2 separate regions of the Mus musculus genome follow, and region 1 is linked to region 2. Evidence: chromatin contacts called from public Hi-C data. All regions are on one chromosome and are shown on one strand. The core of a region is the stretch at or near the end of the contact, and the rest is flanking DNA. Distances in the headings are between cores, read along the strand shown. Region 1 holds the start of Patl1 (protein associated with topoisomerase II homolog 1 (yeast)). Region 2 holds the start of Cpt1a (carnitine palmitoyltransferase 1a, liver).

Evidence for each region. A called contact is a pair of places that touch in the nucleus more often than the background predicts.
Region 1: a contact with region 2 is called in a Hi-C map of CD8 T cells, with 5 times the contacts expected there. A contact is called at or near these places in 1 of 39 promoter capture datasets (cranial neural crest) and 1 of 484 Hi-C or Micro-C datasets (CD8 T cells).

What each region holds. Positions count from the first base shown.
Region 1 is chr19:11,908,921-11,915,202 of GRCm38.p6, reverse strand. Patl1 (protein associated with topoisomerase II homolog 1 (yeast)) reads right to left here and starts at 2,804. Exons shown (of 19, transcript NM_172635.3): 1 at 2,626-2,804; 2 at 744-855. The coding sequence starts at 2,640. It overlaps Gm31092 (a long non-coding RNA gene), which reads left to right and starts at 2,796. Exons shown (of 2, transcript XR_386559.3): 1 at 2,796-3,107.
Region 2 is chr19:3,321,679-3,327,948 of GRCm38.p6, reverse strand. It overlaps Cpt1a (carnitine palmitoyltransferase 1a, liver), which reads right to left and starts at 4,648. Exons shown (of 19, transcript NM_013495.2): 1 at 4,575-4,648.

The sequences.
Region 1 (6,282 bases), core at 1,555-4,054, 8.6 Mb before region 2:
AAGTTCTTCCTCCATCTGATTGTGGTAAAGTGAATTTTAAAATGTCTTACATACTACGTCAGAATTTTCGATATATCCACTAGTTTTCGTTTTCCTTGAACTCTCTACAAACACATCCTTTATCCAGGATTACTTTCAACCTCATTTAAATGTCTACTTCCAATTATTTAAATTCCTTATATTGGCAACCTATAGCTACAGAGAATTGAGAATACCTGCTATTATAGGTGAAGCAAAGAGGCCCTGGTGAGCAGTACAGAAGATGAACTGCTATTATTTAGTGAAGACTGTATTATATAAACAAAACTGGGTCAGGAAGAACACTCAGCTCACCTGAGTAAATAAAAATCAATTTATGTACAAATCTGACAAATAAAATCAATTTATGTACAAATCTGACAACCTCAGTCTAACCCCCAGAACACAGCTGGATGAATTGGTCAACATCTGTAATCCGAATATTCTACTTTGGGACAGAAGATGGAGCACAGGAATGACCCAGATCTCTGGGTCACCTAGCCTTACATATGTAGCTCTGTGGAAGAAACAGGAGGGATCCTGGCTCAACAAGGGAGAATGTGAGCTCCAACTCTTGAGGCCTTCCTTTGGCCTTCACAAGACAGCCATGGAACACGCTTACCCACCCCCGCACACATGCATACACAGAAAACTCACATTACAGGTGGACCTAATACCAAAGTCGTGATGAGATCAACAAAGACAGTATAAAATATGTCACTTACCAACTGCACCTGACCCAAAGGTATCATCATTAAATTGATCAATTTCTTCATCTTCTTCTCCCAGGCCTTGAAATGCATCTTCATCTTCATCTAGAGGACAATCCTCCAAAGACTACAAAAGAAAAAAAAAGGATGATTAATTTCTCAAGACATTTATATAGTCATTTAAAGTTGGGCCTTTTTAATGATACAAAATTCCTTTATATCACTGTTTGAAATAGTGGTAATTATAAATGAATACTTTATCATCCTGAGTTTCATGTAACTTTTTCAACAAAATTCCATATTACTCATTACATCCCTGTCGTTTTCCCAATGCTTTTAAGTCTGTCCATTTTTCTTCCTCTTTCCTGTAGGACTAAACTCTAGCCAGAAAACAGAACACCATCTTTTTTAGCTGCAATTTAAGTTAAGCGTTAAAAAACAATCACAACTTCTTTCTACACTTACAAAGTTGTCTATGTGATAATGCTAGGTCCCCTGGAACTGTAGTTACAAGCTGTGAGCTGCCATGTGGGTGCTGGGAACTGAACCAGGGGTTTGTGGAAGAGCAGCCATCTCTCCAGCTCCCAGACACCTCTATGTCTCAGACTCTGTACTAGGTATTATACCTCTGTGCCTTAAACTGTAATTCTGAGCCAAACACAACTTTGAAAGAAATCTGTGTGAGGATTAAACACAGCAAAGATTTTAGAAAGCTGAACAAAAACTAGAATCCCCATCACATCTTGGGTATGCTCTAATTTATTTTGTTTTAGTTACTATTTCTCTAGGTACAGTCTGGCTTAGAACTCCTGATTCTCTTGCCGCAGTCTCCAGGGAGTAAAAATCACTAGACAAGCTTGGTATATCCTAATTTCAATCACTTATCCCAATACAGATTTATTCAGTTTACTAAGTTTTCTTTGCTTCTGGCAACTTCTATTCACAGTATCTCATCATCTCTCCTCATGTTTACAAAAAGTGAGTTGAGTCACAAGTGTAAGCTCAAGCTTTCTACTGTTTCCAATGTTTAAAGATTCCAAATTGGAATTCCACACTCTAGGGGAACAGCTTGTGATATAACTTACCTGGGAACTTTTAGGGGCCGTTTCTACCCAATCTTCCTCCCCCTAAAGAGCCAGCCCTGCAACTGCCTCCACACCAGAAGCAACTTCTAGCAACTCTCTATGAAATGGCAATCATCTACTGGACCAAATCAGGATGACTCGGTAAGGATTTCCCTAGCTCAGTCCTTAAACTACAAATCCGGAGTCTGTTTGGCCCCAAGAGTAGGAGTTGCTCAAGGTCACACAGCAGTAAGAGACGGTCAGCAAACAGCTCCGTTCTCCAAACAACGTCGCCAAACCCACACTTTTTCTCCCTTCTCCTAGAAGGAACTTCTGCGGGACACGCCCCCCTCCCCACTCCCAGCCTTCTTTCCAAGCCGACTGAAGTCTCAGCCCGAGGACCAGTCCCTGCCCCTCCACCTGACGGCAGCCCGCGTGCACAGGGCTGTGTGTAATCCGGGTGAAGGGGTTCCGGGGGCAGGGCGGGAAACGCTTCCGTGGGCATTCCCCGGGGATTCTGCCTCAGGAAAAACCACCGGGTAGGAGCCATGCAGGTCTCCAAGGCAGCTCCGCGAGCAGAGGCGCAAGCCAAGGGTCAGGTTACCGCACTTAACGGGCTCTCCCCGCCGCAAACCAGCGGCCGGCTCTCGCCAGTCCCGCCCCTCCGCGGTGCGCTGCGGGCCGCACCCGAGCCTCGCGGCCGAAGCGGGGTTCCCAGCCGCCCGCGCCCTGCCCCCTCCTCAGCCGCACAAGACCCGCGCGACGGGCGAGCAGAGGAAAAAAAAAGGGGCGCGCGGGCGAGGGAGGGGTCACTTCCGGTCGCAGCCACTCACCTCGTAGCGGAACATTCTTGGGGAGGGGGGAAGGGAGCGGGGAGGGGAGTGGGGGGAGGGAGGGAAAAGAAGCGCCGACTCCCCGGGCTGCTCCGCGCGCGCGGGTCTCCCACCGGCTCGCGACCCCTGGCCGCCGCCGTACGCCGGAGCGTGCGTGGGGACGTGCGCAGGCGCGCCTCGGGCTGGGCGGGCGCCCCGGCGGCGGCAGCTGCGCGGGGACAGATTTGGCGTTTGGCTTCCTAGTGTGAGCGGCGGGAAAGAGATCCCTAGGCGAGACACTGCGCACGCGCGGGCCGTCGGAGAGGGATGACCCAGAGAGCCCCGGCTTGCGGCTCCTCCTCCGTTTTCCTAACTGCACAGTTGCGCAGTGCTTTTGAGTCACGAGGTTCCCGTCACTGATTGGGCGGAGAAAAGCCTTGTGAATGTCACAGGATGCGACCCCCGAAGCGTCTCAGCAGAGAACATCGGGGATTTATTCTTGGGTGATTTCATTTAACGTCCAGTGTCCTCCTCGGGGTGCCTTGACTTGGTCTGTGAGGGGGGACTAGTATGGCAAGTCAGTATTCTTGGAAAGGGACAGGTCGCTGGCTGAATCAGTCGGGAGGCCAAGGCTGTGATTGATAGAGGCCAAAGTGTTGACAGCGTTTGGTTTTAGGAAAAAGACGAAGGCACATTTAACAAGGATTATCTAAGGTGATATTTTTAGATGCCAGGCCCTTCACCCCGTTGGAAAGCGGGAGAGCCCTAACGGGCCGCGCAGCCTTGGGGCTGGGGTCACCGCAGCAAGGTCGGTGAGCTTGGGCGCTGTGGACAGCCATTTCCGCTGAGGATGAAGCCCAGCGGAGTTTGTTCAGCTTCCGCCTCAGCACCCTGGTTCTAGAAGTCTGCTGCTTTGGTGCTTTATTGCCTGTAGCGAGACCGTTTGAGAGGGTGTCTTATTTTTTATTTTATTTTTGAGCCAGGGTTTCTCTGTGTAGCCTTGGCTGTCTTGTTATTCACTCTGTAGACTAGGCTGTCCTCGCAGAGATCCGCCTGCCTCTGCCTCACGAGTGTCACTCAGGCGGTTGTCTCACCTGGGAATGAATGGTGAACTTTAATTCCTTAACACGTTACTGTTAGCGTGACTGGATTAATCAACTAGTTTACTATAAGCATTGGATTTGAAAATAGAAGTTCTGGATTGGGAAACGTGTTTTTTCACTGCTGCGTGAAACTGGGCATGTCTTTCTAAACATCTGACCCTTCAGGTTTTCTTTCGTAAAATGGGTAAAATTATATCTACCTCACTAAGTAGTAATCGAATAGTTACATTCTCTGCTCTCTAGATAAGGAACCTGGAGGTTAGAGAGAAGTAGATAGCCTTAAGCTGCCCACCGGAAACTGTTGCAAAGTTGGCAGCTAAGATATCTGAATCCCCAAATCTGATCACTTAAGAGCAAATAGAATTGACTCTTGAAGAGAAGGCAAGGTAAGCTAATAAGTAATTTTCAAGAGTTATGAAACAAACTTTCATTTGTGAGGTAACAGGTTTTCACAATTACCCAAGTACTGAGAGGCTATGTAGACCAAGAGCTAGCAAACTCTGGACATAACTTCTTTTTTTAAGCCTGCCACCCCTCATTTACAAAACGTCTTTTGTTGGCTTGCTACTATTAGTTTTGTGCTGTGACCAAAATATCTGAGTAGACAGTTTAAATGGGGAAATGTTAATTTGGATTCAGGTTTCTGAGGGTGCAATTTGTGCTTGGTGCTAGCAAGTTTTGGAGTGGGAGTGTGTGGCAAGGGCCATTTGTTTCTTGTAGAAGAAGAAAAAACCTGAGCTATAGAAGAGGTTTAAGATTCAGTTTCCCACAGGGTCCCCAGTGAAGGTGCTAGAGAAAGAGCCTAAGGAGATGAAAGGGTTTGCAGCTCCATAGGAGGAACAACAATATGAACAACAGTATGAACTAACCAGTATCCCCAGAGCTCCCAGGGACTAAATCACCAACCACAGAGCACACATGGTGGGATTCGTGGCTCTAGCTGCATATGTAGCAGAGGATGGCCTAGCCGCTCATCAATGAGAGGAGAGGCCCTTGGTCCTGTGAAGGCTCTAAGCCCCAGTATAGGGGAATTCCAGGGCCAGGAAGCAGGGTGGGTTGGTGACCAGGGGGAGGTGGGGAGGGACTAGGGAGTTTTCCGAGGGAAATCAGGAAAGGGGACACCATTTGAAATGTAAATAAAGTAAATATCTAATTAAAAAAAAAAAGATTAAGCTTCCAAGGGGCACACACCAGCTGCCACTTCCTCTGACCTTCCAGGACTTCCCAGGAATGGCATCACAATTCCAAACCCTCATAGTTTGAATCACTCATTATAATCACGACACTCTCTTCATTAGATTACAGTGCTCATGATCTAATTTTCTCTGACAAAATCTTCAGACACACCCTCAAGTATGTGGACTACTCATCTTAGTAGTTGCTTTATCCACTCAGGATGACACGAGTCGCCATCACGTGCTATAAAAGGTCTGCGAGGTTATAAAGGAGACATTTTTGCCCTTGAAGCATGAAAATATTTAGTCAGATCTTACTTATTTTTTTATTTTTAGTTTCTTGATACAGTCTCTCTCTATATACCATAGCCCTTTCTATCCTGAAACTCACCATGTAGACTTTAGACTCACAGAGATCTGCCTGTCTTTGCCTCCCAAGGACTGGGATTAAAGGTGTGTGCCACCATGTCCAATTTAGTCTACACATTTAAAGAGTGAATTTGGTGATGCCAAATCTTGTTTTCTGGTCATTTAGAAATAAATAGTAAACAAATAGAAAAAAATTATGTTCAGAAACCCAATCTGTGAAGTAATCAAGAAAACAATGGAAAGTAGAACGTATTTAAAACTTCATGATAAACATACTGATGCATCCGAGTTGAGCATGTGGTGGCTCTTGCCTATAACCTCAGTACTTTGGGAGGTGAGGGCAGAACCAGGAATTTAAGGTCATCTTTAATTGCTGGGCCACATGAACTGCCTTCCCAACCCCCAAAATCTAAAAATAAAACCCAAAAACCTAAAAACAAAACCTACCAGTTTTAGGGTACAGCTAAAGTACAAAGTAGGAAATTCTCTACAAGAAAGTCTAATTTCCTACGAGAAAGTAGGAAATTTTGTGTATTAGGAGTCTCAGGAGCAGTGGTTCTCAACCTGGGGTGATGATCCCTTTGGGGATCCCTTCACATCTCAGAGATTTATGTTATGATCCACAACAACAGCAAAATTACAGTTATGAATAGCAATGAAAATTTAGTGCTTAGGGTTCACGTCAACATGAGGATCTGTCTTAAAGGTGGAAGCATTAAGAAGGTTGAAAACCACTGCTTCAATAGAGTTTTTGTTAATAGAGGGCTTCATAGATTGGCTTACACAGTTCATTCCTGTAGTACACCAATAGCTGACTCACTGGGAAGCCCAAGATTTTAGTAGCTGTTCAGTCCACAAGGGCAGGTGTCTCAGTCCCAGTCTGGCCCTGTCACCCTGGAGGATTCTTGGAGAGATGATGGTCTTCAGCCTATGTTGGAAGCATGAAGAAACTGGTTCTAATATCAACAAAGGAATGTACTTTTCCACAAGAGTAAAAGCACCTGGCAAAATGCAGTTTCATCTTTATCTCC
Region 2 (6,270 bases), core at 3,399-5,898:
AGAGTATAGATGACCTTTGTTTTCCTAAGTGCCACAGCCAGTGCACAACTCCAGTGCACAGCACCAGTGCATTCACACCAGTGCACAGCACCAGTGCATTCACACCAGTGCATTCACACCAGTGCACAGCACCAGTGCACAGCACCAGTGCATTCACACCAGTGCATTCACACCAGTGCACAGCACCAGTGCATTCACACCAGTGCACAGCACCAGTGCACAGCACCAGTGCATTCACACCAGTGCACAGCACCAGTGCATTCACACCAGTGCATTCACACCAGTGCACAGCACCAGTGCACAGCACCAGTGCATTCACACCAGTGCATTCACACCAGTGCACAGCACCAGTGCATTCACACCAGTGCACAGCACCAGTGCACAGCACCAGTGCATTTACACCAGTGCACAGCACCAGTGCACAGCACCAGTACATTTACACCAGTGCACAGCACCAGTGCACAGCACCAGTGCATTCACACCAGTGCATTCACACCAGTGCACAGCACCAGTGCATTTACACCAGTGCACAGCACCAGTGCACAGCACCAGTGCATTCACACCAGTGCACAACTCCAGTGCACAGCACCAGTGCATTCACACCAGTGCACAGCACCAGTGCACAGCACCAGTGCATTCACACCAGTGCACAACTCCAGTGCACAGCACCAGTGCATTCGCACCAGTGCATTCACACCAGTGCACAGCACCAGTGCATTCACACCAGTGCACAGCACCAGTGCACAGCACCAGTGCATTCACACCAGTGCACAGCACCAGTGCATAACTCCAATATATATCACCAGTGCATTAATACCAGTGCATACAGTATTTTGTCTTGTTTTTGAGACAGGTCTTATGTAGTCCATGCTAGCCCTAAACCAGGTACATCACTGATGCTGATCTTGAACTACTAATTTTGTCTCCACCTACTAAGGACTGGGATTATAGGCATGGACAACCCAGCCTAATCCGGTCTTTGCTGGGTTTGGTTTGGTTAATTTTGTTTTTTGAGTCAAGGTCTCACTATGGAGTCACGGAATCCTGCCTCAGCACCATCCCCCAAACCCTAGGATTATAAGTGTTTTGTACCACACCAAGCTTCTCTTACATTTCTACCTAAATGGTCGGTGTGCAACACTCCTCAGAGGCAAGGTCAGTAGCCATCCTATTTCCCAACCTTCTAAAGTGGCAGTTACCCAGGTGTCGGGGCGCGAAACGGGCAGTGTGCCTGCTGCTATTAACTTCCGAAAAACATTCCTGAAGGTCAGAACAACTCGCACAAAAAGGGCAAAGGGTGGGCACTTCTCAGAACCAGGCTGCCACGTTACCTCAACAGAGCAAAGCTGGCCTTAGCCCAGGGCCTGTGGGGACCCAATGTCCGCCTCAATATTTGCACGGGGTTCAAGGTGAAGAGTACAAAAGGCAACAGATATTTGAAATCAACAAGGAGAACTCACTCCTTGTGTTAGGTAAGAGATTAAAAAAATAAACAAACTTTGCAGTCTAGGTTTGGTTTAGAGACAAGTTCTTGTGTATCCCACACAGGACTCCAACTCACGGATGGTGGTAGCTGGCCTTAAGTCCGGCTCTCCTCTGTCCACCTCCGAAGAGCTAGATGGTACAGGTACACACCATCACAGTCCTGAATGAACTGCTCACAGTGGTGGCCTTTGCAGTAACTACTGAGTAAGTAGGTGACTGCATCGCACCCCATTTTTGCCTTTCTAATTTTGCACAATATGCTTGTATTGCTTTTTACTTAAAACAAAACCATGTATCTTATTTATTTATGGTGGCGGTTGAGTGCACACTATAGCACGGTGTGCAGAAGTCGGGATCATTTTCACCCTTCGAGTTAGGGTAGTCAGGCTTGGCAGCAGGCTTATTTTCCAAACAACAAAAATTCTTGCACTAAGAGCTTAAATTGGCATTAATTCAAGTGTGCAGTAATCCTTTTTAAGCCTACTAGGCGCGCCACCGCCACCGGCTTAAAACCCCACCTCCCTTTTTCTTCTTTCCCGAGCTGAGGATGGATCTTTGCCTATTCCCAGGCTGTCCCTTAACTCCCAGATTCGAGCGACTCTCCCTCCTTCAGGGGACTGTCCAGTCTGCTAAACACACTTTAAAATTATCCACCTTGGACTACCATTTTATTCTAAACTAGTTCAAATGCAGACTTCCACCAGCTTTAAGACTCGGGCCTACCGGTAAATATCTATGAAGAGTGACTGAAGAGTGACTAAACATATTTTCTAACCAAAAAAAAAAAAAAACCTTCAAACGGTCAAAGTACAGGAAAGTCGCGTGGCTCTAGCCGCCTGCAGATCCAGACTGCAAGTTCAAGGCGCTGGGGAAGGGAAGGGCACTAACAACAGCGGCTTCCCGCCCCGCCCCTTCCCCTACCCAGCCGGGTCACGTGACGGCTGAGAAAAGTAGGGGAAAGGTTACGGGTGCCCCGCCCCCGTGCTGGCGCGTCCGGGGCGCTCGGATCCTGTTCCACCGGCCGAGCCCACGCAGGCCTTCCGGAGCGACGCGTCGCCGCTGCCATCCCGGAGTCACCGATCCGCTTTGTCCGAGGACAGCTGTCGCATACAACAAAACAGCCAGCCGGCACCGTGCCTCGAAGGGTTTCGCTGCGAAACCCAAGGGGAAAATAAAGTAAAAATTGCAGCGCTTTTATGAATGGGCAAAATGGGCAAGAGGAATCAGGGTTGGCTAAACCCCGGCCAGCGCCCCAAACTCCCGAGAGAATCAGGCCTGCCGGTTTCGTGACCACTGGGTCAGGGCCAAGCGCAGCGGCGGCGGAAGGGAGGCGTTCCACCCCTCATCTGCAGTCAGGTGGCTTTCTAGCTCAAACTCGAAAGGTTTTGTCTTGTGCAGGAAGCCGCTTCGGCCACTTTTGATACAAAACCTAACCGGAGCTTGATTCCAAAGACGGTTAAGGAGTTCAAAGCCGGGCGTGGTGGTGCTCGCCTATAATCACCGCACTTATGGGTGGGTGCAGGAAGGAGATCGGGGGTTCAAAACCAACCTTGGGTACAGAGCAGGCTGGAGGGCAGCCTGTGTTACATGAGATCCTATCTCATTTTTTAAAAGTAAATAAATAGATAAAAGAGAAAATTCAAGTGTAAGGTTAAGTCTAGCGAGGCTTTAGTTAAGAAAAGCAATAATTTACATGACAAAAGAGCTCCGGGTGCTGCAGCAAAACCAGTCTAGCCCAGGACTCTGAATGCGGACGCTGCCCAGACCTACCTACTACTCTGCACTGCCCCGGAGCAAGCACTGTCCTCCCCACACCACAGTCCTCTGCTTTAGGTCCTCACTGAGTCCTGAGTCGACCGACTAGGAAGGGGGTGGTGGTGATGTATGCTTGCTGGCACAAATAAAAGGCCAAAGCTGTGTTTTAGTCATTTGGCTTGTGGTTTTGACAGTGATAAACACGCTTGAATATCAGGAATGACCAGAAACCAGACGCCTGTGCAACAAAATGCTGTAACTAAATACGCGTTCCGAAAGGCTTCTAAACTCACTTTCATTTTATTTGCGAACTTCCAAAGTTAGCAGTTTCCGACTAAAATCTGTTTTTGGACAACTATTTAAATGCACGGAACGAGAGTCGGCCCAGAGCTGAGAGTACTGAGCTTGATTGTATGTAGCCTGGTTCACACTAGGAACTTTTTAACTCCTTAAAAACTTGAGCGTTCATCTGTGTTCTGTGACATCAACGAAAACCAGACCCGATTCACAATAAGATGAAGAAAAACGAAGGGTACCCGCTGTTACCGCACAGCCTGGTTGCCCAGACCGTGCTGTCCGGCTGTCCCAGGCCAAGTTCGCTCAGGCCAGGTCACGTGACGCCCCCACCCTCCCGGGCTCTGGTCCCGGCGCGACCTTGGGCAGTCTCTGACACCCACCTGCCCTTGAACCCCGGGCAAAACCGCGGTGAGGGGTGCAAAACACTTAAGTCTCTGCGCCAAGGGTGTGTCCCGAAGGCTATACTGCAGGGACCCGCACGAAGAGAGGGCACCGGCCACCTGCCAAGTCCCCTGTGCGAGCATCCTTCCTACTGCCGAGCCCGACCCTCACGGACCCCGAGAACCAATCCACCTGCAGAGTAGCGGGTGGAAAGAGCCTGGAGAACGCTCGGCGTCCACACTGGCCCCAAGCCACCCGCGGAGTGGGGAGTGAGCAGGGGTCAGAAAGGGAGTTGACACTCCTACTGGTCAGGGACCAAGGAGTCACGCCTAATCATAAGCATCTTTCACAGAGCAATGAAGACCCCAAACCCACGCGGTGAGTGAATCCACCGTGGGGCGGGACACCACGAGCCGAGGTCCCACGCGTCCCGAGTGGAGGCATTTTGCCCAGTCTGGGGACCAAGCATCTTTCCTCCCGTCCCGGGATCCCCCAGATCCGTCACTGCGCGGGGGAGGGAGTGCCCTCTGCTTCTCCAATGCGCGGCTCACGCGTACCCTACGGGCACAGTCTGGGTCTCCCTCCACACTCTTAAGAATGACACCCGCGCGCCCAGCCCAGGGCGGTGCCGCAGCGCTGCCCTCGCGGTGTCTTACCGAGTCTGCAGACGGCGGCGGCGGAATGAGCGAGCGGAGTCCGGGCCGGGGCGGGCGAGGCCAGGCTCACCGACGCGCGCCGCGGGTGATTGGCTGAGCCCAGCTGGGCTGCAGCGCGGGCAGGACGGGGCGGGGCCTGGACGGGGCGGGGCTGCGGGGAGGAGGTCAGTAAGGAAACTGAGGCTAAGTCCCGAGCTTGCCAACGGCAGACCTAGGACAACATTCCTTACCCTGAGAGCCTCAGTTTCTTCATATACAAAAGGGACCAACTCATTAAAGCCATGTCCAAAACAGCTCTTTGCACCATACTTGGCTTACACTCGCGGTTTACACTAATCCGCCCGTAAACTTCTCTGCAACCCTGCGGGAGTTATGCTGATTTTGCTCCAGACTTTTGGTTTGTTTGGTTGTTTGGTTGATTATTTTTTTTTTTAAAAAAGGGGAGTGGGACGCTTGGGGTGGTGTTGGGAAGAACGGCTTGTCTAACATCAGAGAATGAAGAAGTAAGCTCAGGTTCCAAGTTTGAGAACAGATGTTTGACATCCGGGGGCAGGTTGGCGCCAGAGGCCAACACACTCATAGTCTCCCTGGGATAAAATCGTCAGGGGGCGGGGGAACCCTCATCTGCGGAACAATTAGGGTGTGTGGGTAGCTCACAATGCCGTGCATTCCTTGCCTGTGTAAGGTCCTGGATTCAAGTCTCTGCGCCCAAAAGCAACGGAATCGAAGTACTCTTTGAACGCTGAGAACGAATAGGTGTCAATAGGGGAGTGATTGGAACCTCGGACAGAGTGGCTTCTGGAGGGGGATCGCTGGCAGCACACGGGGAACGAAGGTTGCAGGGTGAGTTGTGAACAGGGTGTAGAGAAGTCGGGCCAGACATGGCAAAGCACTCTACCCGCCAGATGGGGCGCCCTCCCAGGCTGCAGCTCCAGGCCCTGCGTGTAGCAAGCTCTCCATAAATGCGCTGAAGAAGGAAGAGTCGCAGCTCTGAGGTCAAGCACGCCTGGTCATGGAAGAGCCCTGTTTGCCTCCATCTTTCTCTGCCTTGCCGTGGAAGGGTTCCATAGAGAAAATGAAAGTTCCCCTTGATCCCGCCCCCAACTGTAGTTAACTGTTGCTGTATCTCATCTCCCCCTACACCTCTATTATTTAAAAGGACAGGCGATTGTTGGGTGTAACTTTGAGATTTTTAGTTTATGTGAAGGGACTCATAGAGAATCGGGGTCTTTCACTTGCCTTCATTGTTCTGACACACCCAAACGCCTTCCATCTTCTTAAGCATCCTTATCTGAGCACCTGTTCCTGAGCGTGGAAGCAGAGACCAGTGTGACATGTGGCTGGCACTGCAGAGGTGCTATCTGGAAACACTTTCTGCTGTCCCCCGGGCCTCATCGGCCTCGATGGCTCTAGTGTCACCTCTTGCTGCCCCCTACTTAAGGCTCCTTTTAAGTCCTGGACTGTTGGACTCACCTTAAATGCCCTTCCTTCTCTCCCTAGAACCCCAGTCCTAACCGGTCCCCTCCCCAAGGACACTTCCTCTTTTCTTGGCGTCCTGCTTTGCGTCCCTCTGGATTGGCCCTGTGCCCTGTCTGTCCAGGAGGCTCAGCGGCCTTGACAGCAGGCCCTCCCTGCCGGCCAGGAGGGACAGGAGCAGGGGCGGAGACAACATCAGAAGGAACTCTCAGACACCTCG